Regions from separate parts of the Sus scrofa genome. Here region 1 is linked to region 2. A link is a contact called in public HiChIP or PLAC-seq data. All regions are on one chromosome and are shown on one strand. The core of a region is the stretch at or near the end of the contact, and the rest is flanking DNA. Distances in the headings are between cores, read along the strand shown. Region 1 overlaps PPP2R3A (serine/threonine-protein phosphatase 2A regulatory subunit B'' subunit alpha). Region 2 has its middle 78 kb from the start of PPP2R3A.

What was found. HiChIP or PLAC-seq counts read pairs in DNA pulled down with a chosen protein or histone mark.
Region 1: an H3K27ac HiChIP or PLAC-seq map of skeletal muscle shows a contact between it and region 2. The contact joins two enhancer-like sites. A contact is called at or near these places in 2 of 47 Hi-C or Micro-C datasets (both in skeletal muscle) and 1 of 2 datasets of contacts at active chromatin or transcription factors (skeletal muscle).

Annotation. Positions count from the first base shown.
Region 1 is chr13:77,022,461-77,028,813 of Sscrofa11.1, reverse strand. It overlaps PPP2R3A (serine/threonine-protein phosphatase 2A regulatory subunit B'' subunit alpha), which reads right to left. Exons shown (of 14, transcript XM_021069482.1): 4 at 3,689-3,792. Among named protein-coding and RNA genes, the nearest start is that of PPP2R3A, 80 kb to the right of the region's middle. Within about 2 kb of position 5,048, at least 10 of the 83 cell types and tissues checked have an H3K27ac peak or open chromatin away from gene starts, as enhancers often do. A contact at or near this core is called in skeletal muscle, where this site is marked.
Region 2 is chr13:76,864,617-76,871,011 of Sscrofa11.1, reverse strand. No RefSeq gene overlaps it. Among named protein-coding and RNA genes, the nearest start is that of PPP2R3A, 78 kb to the left of the region's middle. Within about 2 kb of position 2,736, at least 2 of the 83 cell types and tissues checked have an H3K27ac peak or open chromatin away from gene starts, as enhancers often do. A contact at or near this core is called in skeletal muscle, where this site is marked.

The sequences.
Region 1 (6,353 bases), core at 3,799-6,298, 160 kb before region 2:
CAGAAGCATGAAACAGGAAAGAATGGTGAATTACGACTCTCAGGCAATGCCAGTGGCTGGTGAACTCCATTTGGCAGGAGAGAAAGATAATTAAAGTCGTGAAAGCTTGAGAAAGAAGGTAAACATAGCTTTATGTTTTAAACTGGTACCTTCCAGAGCCTTTAAGACAAAATATTGTTGAGTTCCCTGGTGGCCCAGTGGGTTAAGGACCCAGTTAAGGAACCTGCTGTGGTGCAGGTTTGATCCCTGGCCTGGGAACTTCTGTATATCATGGGTGTGGCCAAAAAAATACTGTTTTGTTAATGGACAAACGACATGCTGACATGAAAAGGTAAGAGAAAGTAAAGCATAAAAAAGCAGGAGCAATATTACTGACTCTGAGAGGAGCTCTGTTACAAGCTGGTAGTCTAGAAACTCAAGCAGAAAAGTGGTGGAGGAATGCCTTTCCCCTCAAAATGTCTTGATTGTAAGAGAAAACAGATGTAAGATATAAAACAGGCAGCAGAGCAAGGAAGGGAGGGTAGCAGAGGCAGGGGAACAAGAGTTTGTTAAGGTGTTCATGCTCAAACTACTTGGAGGAGGGCTCAGAAGCCTCCACCCCAGGAACACTGGGAGAGGAGGCAGGTTATTTCCTGTTATGCTGTGACTTTTGTATTGGACTTATCCCCCAAGATTATATAGAGCCTATTATTGGAGAAAGTCAGCATGTGTATGTATATGCCCATATGTTTTAATTCTGTCATTAGCTTCCAGTTATGTTTTTGTACTTCAAAGTTTTAATATACTTATACTTGGACCCAAGTCACTTTATGCAAAGGGTAAAATACATAAAAAATTACAAAAATAAACACATGTCTTCTTCAAGGTCAGTGTGTTAACTCAAACCACCATGTGTGGTTGCTTAGTCTTCCAAAATAGCCATAACTTGGGTCGCCTTTAAAGCATCCTCATTTTTAAAAGGCATTTTTAAGTGCTCTGAGAGGATCTCCCACTAGAGGGCACTCCAATCATTACAGTATCTGGCCAGAAGAGGAAGCTTTCAGATACATTACACTTAACAATTCACAGAATTTTTTTTAATGAAAAAAGATTGGGACAGTTGCTCATGCTACATAACTTCATAAGCAGTTTCCAGCAGTAACTGAAAATGACTTCTGCTTCATATCTTTTTTCTACTTTTGCCTTTTGCAAAAAATCTCTTTTCCTTAGCTATAAAATGAAAATGATTCATCTCAATAAAGGAATACAGCTGTTGTGGGTGCTGCTGCTGCTCTATCCACCAACATAAATGTCCACCCTATCTCAGTGACATAAAGTCTTAAGATTTTTAAGCTGACTATCACTTTCTTTAATATTATGCAGTTAATTGCAGGTAACAAGTTGATCACTAAGTTGTCCTTTGCTATAGACAGCCTCAGGCTCACAAAAAAACAGGTCCTAGCATATTCAAAATAACTCAGAATCTAAGTAGTTACAGTTCTTTTCTTTGACTCTAATCATTTATAGCTATTTCCTTTTCAGTTCTTTTCTTTGACTCTAATCGTTTACAACTATTTCCTTTTTTTTCCCCCTCTCCCAGCTTGTTCAAAGCTTTCGCTTAAATAATCATAACTCACTTCTTGCTGCTTTCCCAGACTGTTAGATGGTTTTTACCTACGATGCTGAACTCAATGGCCGAAGATGTCCCTGACAAGAGCTGTGCAGTGTCCCTATTCTTTCCGCCCCTGGTTCACACTCCATCTGAGGCCTTTTCAGGGCCTGGCAGAGAAGCTAGCTGAATGAAAGATAGAACATCTACATATTCCATGTTCTTCAATTCTGCTACCTTTACATATTCATTTAAAATAACAATAATAATATATATATATTTCTTTTCCAGCTGTACCTGTGGCATATGGAAATTCCCAGTTTGGGGATAGAATCCGAGCTGCAGCTGTGATCTCCACCACAGCTGTAGCAATGTCAGTCCTTAACCCACTGCACCAGGCAGGGATTGAACCTGCGCCACCTCAGAGACAATGCCAGATCCTTAACCCAGTGTACCACAGTGGGAACTCCAACAATAATAATTAATAATAGACAAGCAGATCACCCAGCTGAAGTCTTAGCTTTACTGGTGGGGAAAGGAGAGTGAACCCAAGCCGACCACGCTTATTCACGTGTTTGGCTCTATTTTCTTCCCCCAGGTTCTAGGCTGCCAGAACAGCCAGAATGGCAAATGCTAATCCCTTTACTGGTTTGTACCTGACTAATTAGTGCTTTTTGTTAATTCTAGGATCCAAAGAATTCTCTTATTTTTATGACTGCTTAACCACACATTAAAAAAACTACATTTTTTATATTTTTATCCAGCTATTTCCTATTTGCTATAAGAGAGGTGGAGTGGTGACCACAGCACCAACTTGGGAGGGTCATTTCACTGGTATATGAGGAGTGATTCTCCCAAGACCATTTTATTTATTTTTTATTTTATTTTATTTTTGGCTGTGCCTGCAGGACATAGAAGTTCCCAGGTCAGGGATCAAACCTGTGTTACAGCAGTGAAAAGGCTGGATCCTTAACCTACTGTGCCACCAGGGAAGTCCCTAAGGCCATTTTAGTACTTGGTATTTGGAAAATTTACAAGTTCCTGTAACAAAATAACTAAAATTCACCTGGAAAACATGAAGTATTTGTAACTTTCAGCTTTGGTGCAGTTCTTTAAAAGAAACCCATTAACTGGCAGTCTTATATACCCTGATCACTTTAGTTCTATTGTAATCCAAGAAGAACCTGGTGAACTCAACTTGCAGATAAGATTTAAAAAAATAAGAATACACTTATTAACCACCTATTATGTTCTCAAGCATTCTGCTATTAAAGGCTTTTAGAAAGCCTTAAAGGATTAGAAGGAATCTGTAAGCTTAATTTTGCCACTATTATACTGATTTTAAATAATAATGATGATGATGCGATAGCGATAAAGGTGAATAGCATTTCCCCATAGTTAGTTCATCAGAAAGGATATCTAGCTCAGAAAAGACTTTGAGAAGAACATATGAAAAGGAGGTTGATCAGTTAAAAGAGGTAGAAGGGACAAGTTATAACATTCTCTTAAATTGCATAAATATATCAAGAAACAACTTCTAAAGAAGCAAGATGAGAGGAAAAGAGAAAATAGAGAAAATGTTGGATATGAATTCAAGAAACCTTGTCAAGATGTTAAAATCCAGGAATATCTTGATAAACATACAATTTGTTCCTTATTTGGAACTTTCAAAAAGTAATGACTAAAATCTATTAGAATTCAGTTATTTTTAATAAATCAACTAGATACAATTCTAAATTGGATCATATAAGAATGGAAGCTTTATTTTTCATGTGACACGTGTGGTCTGCTCCCCTTAAAGGAGCATTTATGTCACTGCTACAAGAGACAAATTCTAAGACTCAAATTGTTAACAAGTGCAACTAAGAAACTACCAAATAGTTATTAAAGAGGTATTTCTGAAAGTCTGTTTTACTGATTAGAGACATGCAGGACAAAGGTTTAAGGAAAGAATTTGTATGTGGGCATACAAGGTTGTGAATCACTGAGTTGTACTTGTTGGACAAAGGGTAAAGGGAAAATGAACAAATGAGTGAAATAAGTGACCTTTATAAGGCATGTCATGAGGACCAGCCCCTGAGTAACTGCTCCCATACTTACTTTCTCCACATGGCGATGAATGACTGTGCTGACACAAATCCTGTCCTCTCTCCCCCTGCGGCCCTGAACATGGGGGCTTTCCAATACAGAGGGCAGCCACAGACCTGCAAATAAAACACAAATGCAGTGTAAGCCAAGGGGCAGGGAAGGGGTGACGTGGCCAAGAAAGGGCCTTTGTGGCTTTTACCCTTCATGCCACACTGGACAGAAGGGCCCTTGAAAGAGCAAAACTGGGACAGAGGCAGAAATATCAGCTAGGGTAGATTCAGCGAGGCAGGGGAAACAAAATAAGAGAATGACATGTTTACCGAAGAAAATGAAAATCCATTTACCTTTTCTTTGAGTTCATTTATAGTCTTGTTTCTTTCCCCTATCATGACATTTAAAGCAACCACTCGTTTAGTTTTGTTTTTTAGGGCCACACCCATGGCATATGGAGGTTCTCAGGCTAGGGGTCGAATCAGAGCTACAGCTGCCGGCCTACACCACAGCCACAGCAACACGGGATCTGAGCCACATCTGCGACCTACACCACAGCTCATGGCAATGCCGGATCCTTAACCCACTGAGCGAGGCCAGGGTTCGAACCCTCAACCTCATGTTTACTAGCTGGGTTTGTTAACCACTGCACCACGACAGGAACTCCCAAGAAAGATTATTCTTGTACTCTTATAAGAGTTCTTGCCAAAATGACTGTTTTTCTTCCTAGACAGAAAATGTTTCCTTCTAAGTAATAATAATATCTAAATATTAGCAGAAAAATTATCTCCAAAATGTTCTCAACTTTGTATATACACATAAAATACATTCCAAAATCTGACTCTTCAAAGAGTCATATCTTGTTATTGGATAAAAATATTCTTGGAGTTCCCTCAGTGGTGCAGTGGGTTAAGAATCTGACTACAGTGGCTTTGGTCACTGCAGAGATGTGGGTTTGATTTCCAGCTTGGTGCAGTAGGTTAAGGATCTGGTATTGCCACAGCTGTATAAGTAGCAGTTGTGGTTCAGATTCAGTCCCTGGCCCAGGTATACCCATATGCCAAGGGTGTGGCAATAACAAAAGATATTCTTATTATTCATATTAGATGGGGGTCTGTTGAGTCTTATTCTACAAAGGGAAGCTCCTCTGGTGGTGGACTGTGAATCCACATTAGGTTCAGATGAAGCTGCTCCTCGTGTTGCCTTGGTGCATGGGGGTCCCCACAGAAGCCTGACTAGTACTTTGTCTGAAATTAGTTATTCTGAGAGAATGCCAGAGGCTGCCAGGTTCATGTCAGAGAGGAGGATACAGATGGCGAGGTTCAAACCAAGGGAGGGAAGTACAGGGCAGAAATAAGAGACTGCTCCTGCCAGAGCCACTAAAGCATGTTCTGCAAGCAGGGTGGAATTTAAGATTTCTTAAGTCCAGAGGTCAAATACCTCCACTGAGGTCAAGAATGAGGGAAAGGTGTTGCTTAGCAACCAAATGGATTTTGTTTATTGTGTAAATTATGATTGCCAAGGTACAAAGCTCACAATTAATATACTTTGGGTGGTAACTGTCAAATCCATTTCCCCCAATCCCAATCTTTCCTTCCATGTAGAATGGGGGTTTGCCAAGAAAAGGCTATTGGCAACTGCTGGGAAAGTTGAAAGAAGAGACTGTATTATGGAGGTGGGGGTACAGAGCTACAAACAAAGAGAGAAAACACAGGGAGAGATGGGAACTGGCTTGTCAAAGTGTTGAAGCTCCCACCATTAGAGTTACTATGGAGTTTTCAGAAGTGGAAGGGATCAGGAATCTTCTGGCTCAACCCTAGGAAGTGGTCACCAGCTTAGCTACAAAACTTGCAGGGACTGTGCACTTAACCACCTCCCATGAGGCTTCACCCACTATTAAACAACTTTCACTTCCTTGGATTATGGTCTTTAATCCAGAAGACTCCTGTTAAAATGTGTGCGTGCCAGCTCCTAAAGAGTAGCAAATCACTGGGATTAACATTTACAAATTTAGGAATTCCCCTTGTGGCTCAGCAGAAATGAATCCCACCAGTATCCATGAGGATGCTGGTTTGATCCCTGGCCCCGCTTAGAAGGTTAAGGATCTGGCATTGCTGTGAGCTGTGGTATAGATCACAGACATGACTTGGATCTGGTGTTGCTATGGCTGTGGTGTAGGCCGACAGCTGTAGTTCCAATTGGACCCCTAGCCTGGGAACTTCCATATGCCACAGGTGAGGCTCTAAAAAAAAAAAATTTAAAAATTTATTATGACCCAAAGGCAAAATCATAAGAGGTAAGGTATAGAACAGGTATGTCTTGAACTAGATGGTTAATAGCCGACCTCTTTTTTTTTAAAGTGGGGCACCCTGCGTGGCCAAGAATTGGGCAGCCTGAAGGTATCAGGTTCTTGGAGAAAATGCTAAAGGAAAAAACAGGGAGAGCAGTGGATTGCAAGGGCTGCAGATATATTTTGACCATTTAAAAAAAATTATGGCTGGCTTGTATCTGCTTAAAAACAAAGAATTAAGGTAAAGGGAGTCAGGGAGTTCCCATTGTGGCTCAGCGGAAACAAATCTGACTAGCATCCATGAGGACGAAGGTTCAATGCCTGGCCTTATTCAGTGGGTTAAGGATCCAGCGTTGCCATGAGCTGTGGTGTAGGCTGCAGATGCGGCTTGGATCT
Region 2 (6,395 bases), core at 1,487-3,986:
AAGGTTGGGGCACAAGAGATTAAGTTGGCAACAGAGGAGCTAGAGGGGATATAATAGAATCAAAATGGTTACTGATAGAACCCATGGAGGTTAGAGAGGTGGGCGAGGATATAAGCAGGAAGAAGAGGGTATTGGAAATATTTGACCCCAGATATTTTAGGGAGATCTGGGTTATGGACACAGAAAGGTTTAAGGAGAAATAAGGCAAGTAGTGGAGGAAAAGCTATGGAGTAGTTTGGAATGAATGTTCTCCTTGGAGGAGCCAAGGTGAAGGTCATTGTCAGATTTAAGGACAAGGGCAATGGTATCCCTCTGGAAGTTCTGGATACTCACACCAAAAGCAGTCCCTGTTGAACAGATGGGAGGAAGGATGACTGAAAGAATGAATGAACACTGCCAGGATACTCTCTGAGCTTATGGAGACTGGTTGGATGAGTCAGAGTTATTAATATAAATAGTTACGGTGGCAGCAATATGTCCCAGTGACAGTCCTATTTTAAAAATTAACTTTATAATCTATTTAAAAATGTTGTTCTCCAGCCTACGTACATTCTCTTTTGCATTCTTTTGAGGACTTGAGTCTGTTATTTACAGTGTTTATTACTTTTAAGCATATGGGAGTACATATGATGTCTGTCCACTTTTTTTCTCGAGCTAGTAAACAGACTGGGAATAGGACCAATATAATCATATTCATTCCGCCATTGACCTTGTGTAGGCTCTCCAAGGTCAGTAATGGTGGTTAGATTTTTTTTTTTTGTCAGAATTGACTTGCTTTCAGCATGAGGCAGGCCTCCCGCCTACTAACATTTGTAATCTTTCCTTACTATCTAGCCTGCTGTAAAATTACTAGTACAGTTTCCCCAGGCAATGACTTTGTGATTTTCTACTTTTTTTTTATTGATCAATAAACAGTTTTAAACCAAAAAACCCCACAGTGAGAATAGAAACTTATTTGGTACTTGTAACTACCTGCCTTGGAGAAGAAAGAGGGATTGGAAAGATAAGAGCCTTAGGCTCCTGCTGCCTTCTTGATGCCAACACCAATAGATGAAAATAGAAAAATGCAGCCATAGGTTAACAAAACAATGTGTGGCTACTCTATGCTAAATAACCGAGGGTTTCCCTTGAAATTAACCCATTGTTTCCTCGACTGCTGGATAAATGTATTGCCCTCCGTAAGCTTCAGGAAGGCGGCTTTGGCTGCTGTGTTCATTGCTGTTTTCCTAGTGCCTAGCTTAGAGTTAGTGTTAAGGAAAAAATATGAAAGCCATCAGGATTGAGAATAAGAGGGTGAATTTATTTCCCCATCATATTGAGACCAGTTTACAGTAATTTCCTCGCATAAAATTCTGTCTCTCCAGCTAGACTTAAGAAGAGCCCCCAGGCCCTATGTGTTTTCTGTTTTCTGTGGCAGCAAATTTAGTTTATGACCATGGAAATACCTCTAGGTAGTAATGACTGTGTTTCTAACGGTTACGGCTTCCCGTCATCCTATTTATTTTCTTTTGGTTTTGTTTTTGGGTAAATAGAATTTTGAAAATAAGTTTGGAAAATAAGGCAATTTTTTTTTTTAGTAAAACCAAATCAATCACCAGCTAAGGATAACAGAAAATTTGTGATTTGAATTGAAATTACAAATTTAAATTGTTCACATGGGCACATTTTGACAGATGGGGAAAGGTTTCTTGTCACATTTGTTGATATCATTTTATCTAAGGAATATTTGGAGATAGGATGGAGTGAAAGCATTTTTTTTTTTTTTTTTTTGAGCAATGGTGAGTCATTCTGCTTTTCTGATAAGAAATGTTGAGAAACACTCAACTTTCGGTTTTCCTGTTTTCCATGGGAACATCATTGACAAACACCTGTTGTCTGTGTAATGCTTACAATCCAGAAAATGGCAAATTCAGTGATGACACAGCAGGGTACCAAGAAAAAGGGAGGCTAGAAGAGCTAGTTTATAGTTCATCAAAATGGGAATACTCTTTCCACAAACCTTCCTTAGATAAAATATATGCTGTAACTCACCAAACATGGAATCACAGACACTGGGACTGGAAAGCGCTTTAGGAACCTCTATTTCAGCCTGCTCGTTTACACACGAGGACATGCATCCAGAGGAGCTCATGATGGTTTGAAGTCACGTAGTGAATCCGTGGCAGAGCCTTCCCACTCTGGACTCCAGCCATGGCTTGGGAATAGTGATCACCACCCCGATTGTCCTCTACATGACACCCTCAGGAAACCAATCTGTGTTCCAGTAACAGTTGGGAGCTCAAGTAGATTTTCCTTCCATGCCTTTCCCAATCTGTTTTCTGACCAGGTGGCTGCTCAAGTTGCTGGGTCCCTTGGGCCCCAGAGGGTCCCTTTCCAGGGCATTGATGGGAAGCCTGGGGATGTAGCTGGGAGTGAGGTTCATTGCCATGAAGCACTCAACCCACTTCTACACATCGAAAATGTTGTCCAGTGCCCATGGTCTTTGTGGGTCCTGGCTGCAGCCCAGCAGACCTAGTAGTAGTGAGGCACTGGGCCTTTCAATCAGCCAACTGATGAAAACTCTGTCCTTTTCAAAATGTCCCAGAAAGCCAAAATAACTCATATTTCCCACGCAACGTTAGAGCAGATTTATGCCCCTTTAAGAACACATGTGGTGTAAAAAGATGAAGGGAGAGAGGGCCTAAAGTTTTACATATGGCACCAAGGTAATCCTAGCCGAGTTGGCTTTGCTCCGGAGAGCGCCTGCAGGGTATAATTAGAACAGAGATAGCCATCCCAACAGATCTATACTTGAGCAAGTGGTGGCTAAGACAAAATTGGAACCAAGGCTAAATTTATCAATAATGGGGTTTAAAAAAGGAAAAGAAGACAAATGAAGTTGAAATTTCTCCTTGTTTATTTTAATGTGCAGGACAATTTCTAGCTGATTTATGCCACAGCTTCAGTGTATTTTTCATTTTTTATTTATTTTGCAGTTAATTGGATTTCCAGGCTTTGCAGCCAGTCACTGCAATTGATCCCTGAAAAGATGGATTTATTGCTTAGACAGGCAGAATTCTGACAATCTTCAGAGGTTGGAAAATAAAAGAAAACAGCCCATACACCGAGCACTGTAGGTCACCACTGGGTCAGATCAGCAAGATATGTTACAGCTGGCAGGTTTATGCCAGAACTTCAGCACAAGTAATCTTGCTAAATGGGTAGCACGAGGATCCAGTGGAGTATTTTGTAGGATATTGTCAGCGATCCATGCTTACAAGGCAATGTGGCTTAAGATGGAGATACCCAGGTAGGTGTTGGATCCCAGATAAGTTTCACTCATGGATGGCGAACTAAGTGAACTTGAAACAGCCCACATCTTTGGTGGCTCTATAAGCAATGGGACCTTATTTTCCCTGTTGGGTGGCTCTGTTGAAATAGCGTGATGGCTCAGGGGCAAAACCAGTGTGGAACACATGGCTTCAGCTACTCTTTGCAGAGGGTTCTGGAGACTGGTCATTTGAGAAGCAATAGAACCTTGTCCTCAGCTCTGCAAAAGTCTGACTTCCACTCAACCATTCCCAATTCCATTCATCCAGGTAATATATATATATATATTTTTTATTGAGCCCCTATTGTATGCTAAGCCCTTTGCTCGGTGCTGAGCATAGAGAATGAATAAATAAAAAATTATAGTCCCTACCCTCATGGAGATGGTAACCCACTGGGCAAGTACTAATTACAGGTTTGCTGAGAATTAGGATAGAGGAATTCAGGAAGCTACAGGTACACAGGGGCAGGGAAAGACTTTAAGAGGAAATGCTGGGAGCTGAGACCTGAGAGTCTGAATATATGGATAGACAATGGTCAGACCATATTCAAAGCAGAACTCTGACCCATAATCTACAGTAACCAGCCTGGGTGGCCAGGCTGCTCTAAGTTAGACTTGTAGGAAGTCAGACCACTAGGTCGAGCAACCGGTCCAAGAAGCCAAACAATAACCCCTATAACAACAGGCCCCAAACAGATTGGATTTGATTAATAACTGACAGCTTTCGGGGAGTTCCCGTCGTGGCGCAGTGGTTACCGAATCCGACTAGGAACCATGAGGTTGCGGGTTCGGTCCCTGCCCTTGCTCAGTGGGTTAATGATCTGGCGTTGCCGTGGGCTGTGGTATAGGTTGCAGACGCGGCTCGGATCCCGAGTTGCTGTGGCTCTGGCGTAGGCCGGTGGCTCCAGCTCCGATTCGACCCCTAGCCTGGGAACCTCCATATGCTGCGGGAGAGGCCCAAGAAATAGCAACAACAACAACAAAAAAAAAACCCCCCAAAAAAACAAAAAAAAAAACAAAAAACTGACAGCTTTCCTAATTTTTGTCCTTACTTCCAACTTAGGGTCAACAAGGGAAAGCCAAATCTGTACCCCTAACCAATCACATGGACTGCACTCCTAGCTTTCCCACCTACAGCTTTCCCCCATCAGCAGTCTCCAGTCAGGCACACTGGAAACCTTCCCTTTCTCGGTTATAAAGCTTTGCTGCTCCTTTGCTTGTCTTTGAGACTCTGTCCAAACCCATGTGAGAGTGGCTAACCACCTTGCTTTGGATGTATTGCCTTAGTTTGTTCTCACTTGGTTGGTTCTGTTTTTTCCCCACAGATCTGAAGAATGAGCAGGTGTGGGCCAGATAGTGGTCAGGAAAAGAGGGTTCCAGAAGATGGAACAGCACATGCAAAGACCCTAAGACAAGAAAGACTAAGGCACACTTTTCAAACTGAAGAGTTGAACATGTCTGAATTGAGGAGGACGAGGAAGAGCAGAGAGAGACTGGCATGAGATGTGGCTGGAGATGGGTTTGGCAGGAAGGGTTGGGGTCCTGCAGGGCCTTGTGAGCTGTATTGGTGCTGTTGGCATTTTTCCTAACCAGAGCTTCATTTATGGCTGAGGCTAGGGAGTTTTCTCCTTAACTAGTCTGTTTCCACTGTGCCTAGTCTTCAGTACCTGTCTGCTGCTCTTTCTGTGAGCTGCTCACCTCCTATCTGAGGGCCTTCTTGTTTTGAGAGCTCCTCATCTTCTGTTGGCATTGTTTTTATGAGGCAGATGTACAGGCAAAGATATCTTGCTGCATAAGCCCTGTTCTATGCTTGGACGAATTCCCCTGTCCTTCTGGGCAGGGACAAAGCCAGCCCTGGATGGCCCAAGCTCCTCTCTGGGATTGTGCCCACCCAAGCCTAGGGGGAAAGGTCAGCACTGACTGGGATTTTGTACTGTATCTGTTCTCACTTTCTTCGTCATTGATAGAACAAACACACTGCCAGTCAGATTGGAGGTATTTCCCAGTCTCCTTTGTAACTCAGTAATAAGCTTTTATCCAAGTTCAGACTGATGGGATTGGAAGGGAAGTGATTCATACAACTACTGGGATGCACTTGAAAGAATAGGGCGTGCCCTCCCCTTCCTGTTGGCTGAAGTCTAGAGGTGGTACTGGATCAGGGATGACAGAACAACCAGAAAGAGCATCATGACCGATGGGAACTGCTTACATTTGGAAAGCTAGGCAAAACAGAAATACATTTTTATCTTATTCAAGTCACTGTTATTTTAGTCTGTGCAACCATAGATGATGTATATTTTTTTTATTGGCCACGTTTGCAGCATATGGAAATTCCCAGGCCATGTACACAATCTGAGCCTCAGCTGTAACCCAAGCCACTGCAGTTAGATTCTTAACCCACTGTGCCACAGCAGGAACTCCCACATGATCTATATCTTAATTCAGCAGTTCTCAAAGTGTGGTTCCAGAAACCCTGGGTGTGGGGTGGGGATTTCTCTGAAACACTTTCATGAGGCTCGGTACTGACACATTATTTGCCTTTTTTTTTTTCTCTGTCTTTTTAGGGCCACACTGGAGGCATGTATCCCAGGCTAGGGGTCAAATTGGAGCTGTAGCTGCAGGCCTACACCACAGCCACATCAACGAGGGATCTGATCTGAGCCTGTGATCTACACTACAGCTCACAGCAACGCCGGATCCTTAACCAACTGATTGAGGCCAGGGATCGAACCCACATCCTCATGGATACTAGTTGGGTTCATTAACCACTGAGCCACGATGGGAATTCCTGTACCCTGCTTCTGATCTCTTTTCTCTTGGTGTCCTTGGTTGGGTTCTGCAGGAGTTGACTTCAGTTGACGTAGAATTCACTGAGTATTTCTTTCCTCCTCTTCCTTCATTGCTTCATTCATTCACTCAATAATGAAGCCTCTGATATGGGCTAGGGCTGTGCTGGGTGTGGAGATCACTGATGATCAGAGCATGGTTGCTACTTTGGTTTCGCTTATTGTCCAGCAGGGCAGAGAGGGTGTGAAATAGGAGGGGGAGCCCAGGCTCCCTTCAGCACAATGGTGGATTGTATAGG